Linked DNA regions of Macaca mulatta: region 2 is linked to region 1. Evidence: chromatin contacts called from public Hi-C data. All regions are on one chromosome and are shown on one strand. Each heading gives the region's core, a stretch centred on a gene start, on an enhancer-like site or on the middle of the called end of the contact. The rest is flanking DNA. Distances are from core to core; before and after follow the strand shown.

Region 1 (4,469 bases), core at 1,496-3,995:
CTGTACTTTTTGTACTTTAACTTTTTTGGAGTCATTTCCTTTTTCACAGTCTTCATTTTTCTTTTGCAAATTAACTAAAAAATGGAGTTACATTTGCTAATTAGCATTCATGTAAAAATAAATCAGGAAATTTACTGGAGTTCACTTTAAGCATCCACTACACACCCATGTGGATGCAGTTTTTATTTGTATGAAATACAGGGAATAGGCCCCAGCTAACCTTGGCCAGGCCCGTGGCTTTCTAAGGGCCATTCATATTTGACTGGAAACATCTGCAAGTGCACTTGACACTTACGTGAAAAGTTATTTAAATTAGAATAGTCATACCTTCTTTGACCTTTCCTGGCGATTTCTTGACACTAAGGGAAAAAAACAAAACCACTGACTGGAATGGCAGATAGCAAAGGTTACTCAAAATATGTTATATTATTTCATCTGACTTTACAAGCAAGACACTCCCTTTCATTACCAACACCCTCAATTTCTACTCAGGAGCTCTCAGTTTGGAAAGCAACAGTCACTCCCCAGTACACTGCCACCAACTCTCAATCATTGGAAGATCTTCACAATGTAAATCTGAAAGCCTATTAGCAGGCTTCCAAAGCAGCAAAATGCTATGGGCAATGGAGTTCAAGTGAAACACTTAATAACAAGTTATATAGTATTTGAAATATGAAGTGAATGGTAGTAGGCCTGCCTCATTTCATTTGGAGAAATCACAAAGGATTAATTTAATAGTGTAGGCACAGGAGACAGTGAACAATGGAGAGAGAAATGTAAATGGACAGAATACAATACACAAGCATTTGCACAGGAGAAAGGCCACACAAAAGCGGAAGTGATGGGAGGCGGGCGGGCCAATTGAAAAGGTAAAGATGACACTTGAGCTTGGTTTTAAAAGATGAAAGGGAATTTGCCACCAAATAGATTTGCTCTTATGTTTAATGTATTCAGGATCTGAGTAACTCTTGGTAGTTTTTTTTACTGAAAATTTGAGAGCCACTGGCCTAAGCAAAAAGGGGCTAAATTTCTGAATTTAAAGCCTTAAGGAGAAAGAGGATAGAAACAAAAAATACAAATATTTAGAAGGCTAAATTTAGTAGGGTTTGACCGATTCTCAAGGACGACTATACCTTTTCGCTTTAAACCATAAAACACCAAAGATGCTAAATGAAGTGGGGAACAGGGAGGAAGGTCAGGTTGGTGGTAGGTAAGGCAAGTATGGGACAAATTGAGTTTTCAGAGCCTGTGGATAAGTGCCTGCTACCCCACTAAATGATTCAAAACACTCTGTATTCACCACCACCTACTCTGCCCTAGTACAATAACAGGCAATCAACAAAATGTACTGAATGAACACAATGGGATCAGGAATTCAAAAAATGGCAAAATAAGTGAAACATAAAGTTACCTCCTCCTTTCGCACCAAATTCATATACCAAGGTAGCTTTTAAATTTGGGTTCTACAATTCCTTCAGCTATATGGAGTCAAATAAATGTACCAGTATATAATTCAAAGATGAGTGTATATAAGCAAGTAATATAAGAAGATCCATTACTTACTTAAGAGTCTGTGAAGCTGTGGTTAACTTCTCTAAAATAGTGTCTGGAAGGAGTTTTCTTTTCTTTTGGAATGAAAACGTTTAAAATTAATAAAGTCATGTACACAGTATGTCCGGAGTTGCTTCTGAAGTTACTACTTCTAAGAATGCCCTACATCTAGGCAAAGAAATGAATTAGGTTGGAAACTGCCTCCACTCCAAGTTATGGGAAGATTGGGTCCACAAAACTCCATATTCTCTGAAAGACTTGATGAAAACTGGAAAAGGTGCCCACGGTATTCCAACCCTCAGGTCACTGTTACAAACTGAAAGCCGTTAAGTAATGTCCACCTGGAGCCAGTTCTCTGTGTCGAGTGTGTACCAGACAGCAAAGCAACCATACACCAAGTCTTGTACAGCCCTTACAGTTTACAAACCACCTAATTCTCACAGCAACCTCTTATTTTCAGTTGGTGGACACTAAAGGAGACGAGTTTTTTTTTTTTTTTTGAGACAGGGTCTCTCGCTCTGTCGCCCAGCCTGGAGCGCAGTGGTGTGATCTAGGCTCAAGGCAGCCTCGACATCCCGGGCTCCGCCCACCCAGTCCCCCTAAAGTACTGCCGCGCCCGGCCCAAGCATCTTTCTACCACTGTCAGAGAAAATCTTGGTGACTTTTTCCCCACTCAATATCCTACCAACCCAAATTACATCCACCACGAGAATTATCCGCAGGCCAGGTTGTTTTAATAAGACACCTCCCCCCTATCCTCTAACCTTCTGTTCGATGAACAGCTCCTCGCGTCGCTTCCTCTTCTCCTTCAGGAGCGTTTTATCCCTGGGAGGAAGGGTGACAAGTCAGCAAAGGGAAGGACAAGCGGGACGAGAAGGGGCGGTTCTCCCCGCCCGGCCGCGGGCTCCAAACCTGCGCACGGTCTCCCGCACTCGCCGCTCCTCTTCTCTCGCTTCCGCCTGGGCGCTGGCGAAAGTCAGCTCCTCCGGGGCTTCGTCGTCAAACTCATCGTCCCCTTCCTCGTCTTCCTCCAGCGGCTCGGCGGCCGCGCCGCTGCTGGGCTGACCGAGCAACAGCCCGTGCTCCGCCTCCTCCTCCTCCGAGGCCGGCTGGCCCTCGTCCACCATCGCCTCCGCCGACGCCGGGGCGCGAGACGCGCGCGGTCGCAGCTGCACCATGTCCCACGCAGCGCTAGACCGTCTGACCTCTGACTCGGAAGTAACTGCAAGCGAAGCGCAAGCGGACTTTCATCGCCCCCTGCAGGTTGGGAGGTCCTCAGGACGGGCGGGGCGCATGCGCGAAGCCAGGAAGGGCGTGGCCTATGGGCAGTGGGTGTGTTTCTTCCACATGGCTCGCCAAGGCCGCCGTAGGGTCGGTTGGACGCCACGGAAAATGCTCTGCGGGCGAGAGCGGCTGGCAGTGGGGCTGGTTTCAAGGCAGGGAAGAGCCATTGCGCTGCCCTCCTCGGCTGGGATGGCGAGACAGGGCTGGCACGGCTCACTGTCCAGTGCTTAGAAAACCGGTAATAGCGGGTCCGAGGCGCTGCTCGCCGCAGTTTTTTGGCCCTGGGTTCCGTCAGGTGGATCCAGCTTATCAGTGTTTGTAGATTTGGCTGCGTTCGCTCCGCACTTCGGAGGAGATGGCGTTTCATGGGAAGAAATGCGCTCTAGCAGATGGCCGCCGTGGCCAGTCAGCCCTCCTGTGACGGACGAAGACGCTGGCCACAGACCTCGGCTCTAAAGAAATTTGCACAGCCCGGCGCCCTCGGCCTGCCCAGCCCCTTAGCCGCGGCGAGGCCCGTTAGGATGTGGGCCCTGTGGGAGCGATGCCCTTCCTGGTTCCTAACCCACGGCCTGGAGCAGCAGCTGGCCCGTGGCAATGCTGAGCAAATCTCCTGAAGGAATGGCTTCGCCGGTCCCTACAGAATGCACCCGAGTTTTGTCGTATATACACATACGTACTCTTTTTTTCCAAGTATATTTTATTTCTTGGCAAACATGGCCCTTTGTGATCGCCGTGTTTCTCTCCTCCCATCCATTATACAATACTAAATGATCCATCATTCTTTGAACAAATCAAGCCGTTTCACACCTGCAATGCAATTGTACCGACCGTGCTCTTCCCTCTACTGCTGCAATCCCCCAGGCAGAAGTCCTTTTCATACTTCAAAAATTCCCACCCAGGCAAACTTCAAGCACCTTACCCCCTACCCCATCCCACTCTGCCCACCTCTATCTGCTGTGGTCTGAACCCGCACAAATGTCTATGTAGTTTCTGCGCTGCGTAACAGTTTGTATGACAGTTGCTCCAGCCGTTCTGTGAACTCCCGAGGGGAAGGACCAGGTCTTGCTAGTCATTTTATTTCTAATGTCTATCATATGGCAGATGTTTAATAAATGCTAAGTTGAATAATTCTATCTCACACATATATTGTGTTTTTAATTCTCCTTTCATGTCTTCTGTTTTAGAAGCAGTTCCCAATTTAAAAACAACAAAACCAAATAGGAACAAAAATGGTAAAACTTAAGAACAACAACAAAAAAAGCTGCCGAACCAGAGGTTCATTATGAGAGGAATTGCAAAGAACAGTTTGAAATCTGTAGGCCTTAGTCTAAGATAGATTACAAATCAAAAATATAATCAGACTCCCTGAGATACTGTGCTAACACTAGGAAAATGAATACAGTTAACTTGGAGCAGCCCAGGAACAAACTTCTTATAAGCGCATGACGGTATTTTATGTGCAAAACTGCTTTATAAGTACTATAAGACTATTACAGGTATTACCAGTGCCCTCAGTGTAAACTCCTTGGCCCACCCATGTAAAGTGTAAATCGAGCCCTCAGGGTCCCTGACTAGTTCTCCAGCCACCCCATAGGCTATGAGCATCCCTCTTCCCCACAAAAAGTACCATTGGG
Region 2 (4,656 bases), core at 1,638-4,137, 41 kb after region 1:
ATATACCATATTAACAAAATGGAGGACAAAAACTGTATCATCACCTCAACAGATGCAGTAAAAGCATGTGACAAAATTCAACATCCTTTCATAATAAAAACTCTCAATAAAATAAGTGCAGAAAGAAAGTACTGTGACACAGTAAGACCAAATATGACAAACTCACAGCTAAATCATACTCAACAGTAAAAAGTTGAATGCTTTTCCTCTAAGATCAGGAACAAGACAATGATGTTCACTCTCACAATGTCTATTCAGTGTAGTACTAGATGTCCTAGCCAGAGCAATTATGCAAGGAAAGGAAGTAAGAGTCACCCAAATAGGAAGGGAAGAATTTTTCTATATATAAGTTTTCTACATATAAGATAGTTATCTGTATAAAATATAGATATATAAGATGTATATAAGATATACAGAGAGATATATAGAGATATATAAAATATATAATATACAGAAACATAGATGTATAAGATATATGAGATTTCTATATATAAGACCATGTTATCAGCATGATCCCTGTTTGATGATAATATGATTTTATATACAGAATACCCTAAAGATCCAACCAAAAAAAACTGTTAGAACTAATAAACAAATTCAGGGAAGTTGCAGGATACAAAATCAACATATAAAAATCAGTGGTGTTTCTATACACTAACAACAAACTCTATGAAAAAGAAAATAATAAAACAATTTCATTTATAATAGCATTAAAAAAAAAACTTTAGGTAAATTTAACCAAAGAGGTATAAGACCTGTACACTGAAAACCATAAAACATTGATGTGAGAAAAGAGACACAAATAAACGTAAAGGTATCCCATGTTCATGGATTAGAAAAATTAATGGTTGTTAAAATGTCCATACTACCCAAAGCAATCTACAGATTCAATGTAATCTCTAGCAAAATTCCAATATTTTTCACAGAAATAGAAAAAACAATCCTAAAGTTCATATGGAATTGCAAAAGACCCTAAATAGCCAAAGCAGTCTTGAGCAAAAGGAACAAAGCCAAAGACATCACACTCCCTAATCTCAAAATATATTATAGGACTATAGTAATCAAAACTGCATGGCACTGGCATAAAAATGGGCACATCAACCAATGGAATAGGATAGAAAGCCCAGAAATAAGCCCAAGTATTTACAGTCAATTGATTTTTGACAAAGGTGCTAAGAACACACAATGGGGAAAGGAAAGTCTCTTTAATAAATAGTATCAGGAAAACTGAATATCCACATGCTGGATAACAAAATTGAATCCTTATTTCACACCATATACAAAAATCAACTCAAAATAGATTAAAGTCTCAAACGTAAGACCTGAAACTGTAAAACTAATAGAAGACAACATAGGTGAAAACTTCGTATTAGTTTGGGCAATCATTTCTTGGATAGGACCCCAAAAGCAACAAAAGCAAAAATAGACACGTGGGATTGCATTAAACTAAAAAGCCTCTGCACAGCAAAGAAAATAATTAACAGAGTAAAGAGACAATCCGCAGACTGGGAGAAAATATTTGCAAACCATGCATCTGATAAGGGGCTCATATCTAAAATATATAAGAAACTCAATAGCAAAACAAAACGAATAACCCAGTTAAAAAATGGACAAAGGACCTGAACAGGTATTCCTCAAAAGAAGACATATGAATGGTCAACAAATACATGAAAAAATGCTCAACATCGCTAATCACCAGGGAAATGCAAGTTAAATCACACTGAGCTACCACCTCACGCGTGTTAGAATGGCTATTATAAAAAGGATGAAAGACAACAAGTGTTGTCCAGAACGTGGAGAAAAGGGAACCCTGGTACACTGTTGGTGGAATGTAAATTAGTACAGCCATTTTGGAAAACAGTATGGAGGCTCCTCAAAAATCTAAAAATAGAATTACCATATGACCCAGAAATCCTACTTCTGGGTATATATACAAAGGAATTGAAATCAGTATGTTGAAGAGATATCTGCATTCCTGTGTTCTTTTCAGCATTATTCACAATAACCAAGATACAGAAGCAACTAAGTATCTATCAACTGAGGACGGGATAAAGAAAATGTGGCACATATATACAATGGAATACTATACAGTCTTAAAACAGAAGGCAATTCTGTCATTTGCAACAACGTGGATGAACCTGGAGGGCATTAGGCCAAGTAAAATTAGCCAGGCAGAGAAGGACAAATAGCATATGATCTCACTTATATACTTGGGGTCTAATAAAGTTGAACTCATAGAAGCAGAGTAGAATGATGGTTACCAGGGGCCTGGGGGAGGGCAGATGGGGAAGGGAGGGATGTTGGTCAAAGGATACAAAGTTTTAGTTAGATAAGAGGACTAAGTTTTAGCGATCTACTGCACAGCATCGTGACCACGGTTGATGACGTATTGTATATTTCCAGGAGAGTAGATTTTCACCACAAAAAATAAGTAGGTGAGGTGATGGATATGTCAATTAGCTTGATTTAATCTTTCTACAAATGTATACGTATATCAAAACACTACATTGTACCCTATATATAAATTTGTCAATATTAAATATATAAATATATATTTACATATTTATATAAAACATAATACATGCTAAGTATAATGCAATGAACTGCAAAAAGTTGTACAGCCTCCGAATAAATACTTTTTGAACGCCTATGAGCTAAATAAATGCAATACATCAGTCCCAGGTGTCTCTACTAGGGGGCCCCACTCCCGCCCGTTCCATCATCTGCTTTCCTCAAGGTCGTCTCCACCCTCCTATCTGCTGACAGCCGGCCTCTGACCCAGTTCATCACTTTCCCGGGTTTCCGGGCGCCACCCCCTTCAGGTTTTCCTCCTACTCCTCCAGCCCTGCCTCTCTGGATCTCCCATCTTCCCAGCGCTCCAGACTGCATGCGGCCTCCCCGCCCCCTGGGTCCAAGAGGCAGCTTCCACTCCACGCGGGCAAGCCTGAGCTCCAGAGCCGTCCTCAAGCCTCCTCCTCCCGAAGCACTGGGGCACCATCCTCCCGGCTGCTACTCGGGCCCAGGGACTAGGCCCTGAGCCTTCCCTTCTCGTACGCCCCATAGCCAAGCTGCTCAGCAGATCCCGACGGCTCGACCTTCAAACTACGTCCGGAATCCCACCCCTCTCCACGCCCACTGCCTCCACCCCGGCCACCTTCCTCGGTCATCCTGGCTGCCGCAGTGACCAGGGTGACCTTTCTGAAAAGGGAGGCTCTGTTCGGAGCCCTCGTGGAGCTCCCCAGCACAGCGGCCTCGCAGGCCCACCCGCTCGGGTGGGATTACTTTCCAACTCCGTTTCCTGCCCCCTCCCTGATCTCCAGCCGCAACGACCCCACGCAGAGCCCGGATGACCTTGGGCCCCGCACGTGCTGCCGGCCCGCTAAGAGCTCGGGGTCCCCCTGGAGCGCGCCTTCCAGGCTTTCTCCTAGAGGCGCTTTGTCCTGACCGCGCACCCGACCTGAGGCACGGCTCACCTGGGGCAGCTCGCGCCCCCGAAGACAGTCTCCCACGCCCCGCCCCCCGGGGTGCCTCCCTCCCAGCTCTCCGTACCCACCCACCATCCCCCACATCCCCTCCTCCAACCGCTACCCAATCACCAGCCCAGGACCGCAGGGCAGAGGCCGGGCTGCGCATGCGCACCGCGGACCAGCGCTACCTCCGCCCGCCAGCCCGCGGCCGGCCCTGGGCTGTGCGCGCAACCCCGGGAGAGCAATGCGCGGTCGGGACCCAGTAGCTGGAGCCAGAGCCGGAGAGGCCTCGGAGACCCGGGCCCGGCGCGGGCAAGGACGCACCTGCAGGAGGCGGGCGCGGCGGCTGGAGAGGAGGCCGCGGGGCGGAGCGGCTCAGCGTTCTGCTCGGCTGCAGCGGCCCCTGCCGGAGACCCGGGCGCCGGGGTTGTCTTTATAATTGAAGGATTGTCTGTGCTTTATTTGGGGTGGGGGTGGGGGTGGGAGTGGGAGTAGGGGTAGGGGGCGGCGGGTCGGAAGAGGCGCGGTGACTTTCTTCGTCTTTGTCACCTTCCAGGGTTCATTCCACTGCCCAAATATGTAGTGAGTTACTATCGGCTTTGCTTCCTCCTTCAGCAAACAGCTGGATCACACAACTTCAGGACAGAGGATTTTAAGTGTTGGGGTCATTTTCCCTGAAACGATTTCAAATGATGGTGAGTTGGTTCCCAGGCCAGCCCACCTAACCTCGAACGCAGTGATGAGTGCGCTCTGACTGCTGAGCTGAGAGCCCCGGTGACTCAAGTGGCTCCGCAGGTCCCCGTTCCCTTAAAATCGGAGTCTTTCCTTTTCTTGGATTTGGGCTTACCACCAGCACCTCTTGGCAGAATGGAATTGCTTGCGGGCATGTCAATGGACTAGAAAGGGAAGTAAGTGGTCTGAGAACTTGGGGGCCAAAAATGTTACATTAACATTTTTTGCCTACCTAAAATCTCAGCCACTTTCCACAGTTTGGCTGGAAATTCAGCCCATATTGAAGCCCCTCTCACTCCTGCAGGTGTTACCAGCAACTTAGGGGTTTATGGAGTAACGAAATTGGGGAGGGCCTCACATCCCGCTGCTTTTTTTTCCCCTAACGTGTATGGTGCTTACTCTGAGCCAGACACTTTTAAGAACTTCACATTATTAACCAATTTAAATCATACCCACC

Evidence for each region. A called contact is a pair of places that touch in the nucleus more often than the background predicts.
Region 2: a contact with region 1 is called in a Hi-C map of liver, with 3 times the contacts expected there. The contact joins the promoter of LOC114677702 here to the promoter of NOL7 in region 1. A contact is called at or near these places in 3 of 14 Hi-C or Micro-C datasets (CD4 T cells, fetal cortex germinal zone and liver).

The regions. Positions count from the first base shown.
Region 1 is chr4:169,500,494-169,504,962 of T2T-MMU8v2.0, forward strand. It overlaps NOL7 (nucleolar protein 7), which reads right to left and starts at 2,746. Exons shown (of 8, transcript NM_001261675.1): 1 at 2,464-2,746; 2 at 2,316-2,376; 3 at 1,564-1,625; 4 at 328-359; 5 at 1-74. The coding sequence starts at 2,729.
Region 2 is chr4:169,540,857-169,545,512 of T2T-MMU8v2.0, forward strand. LOC114677702 reads left to right here and starts at 2,888. Exons shown (of 5, transcript XM_028847834.2): 1 at 2,888-2,938; 2 at 3,064-3,272; 3 at 3,540-3,893; 4 at 4,083-4,162. The coding sequence starts at 2,888. SIRT5 (sirtuin 5) reads right to left here. Exons shown (of 10, transcript XM_015135582.3): 2 at 3,792-4,141.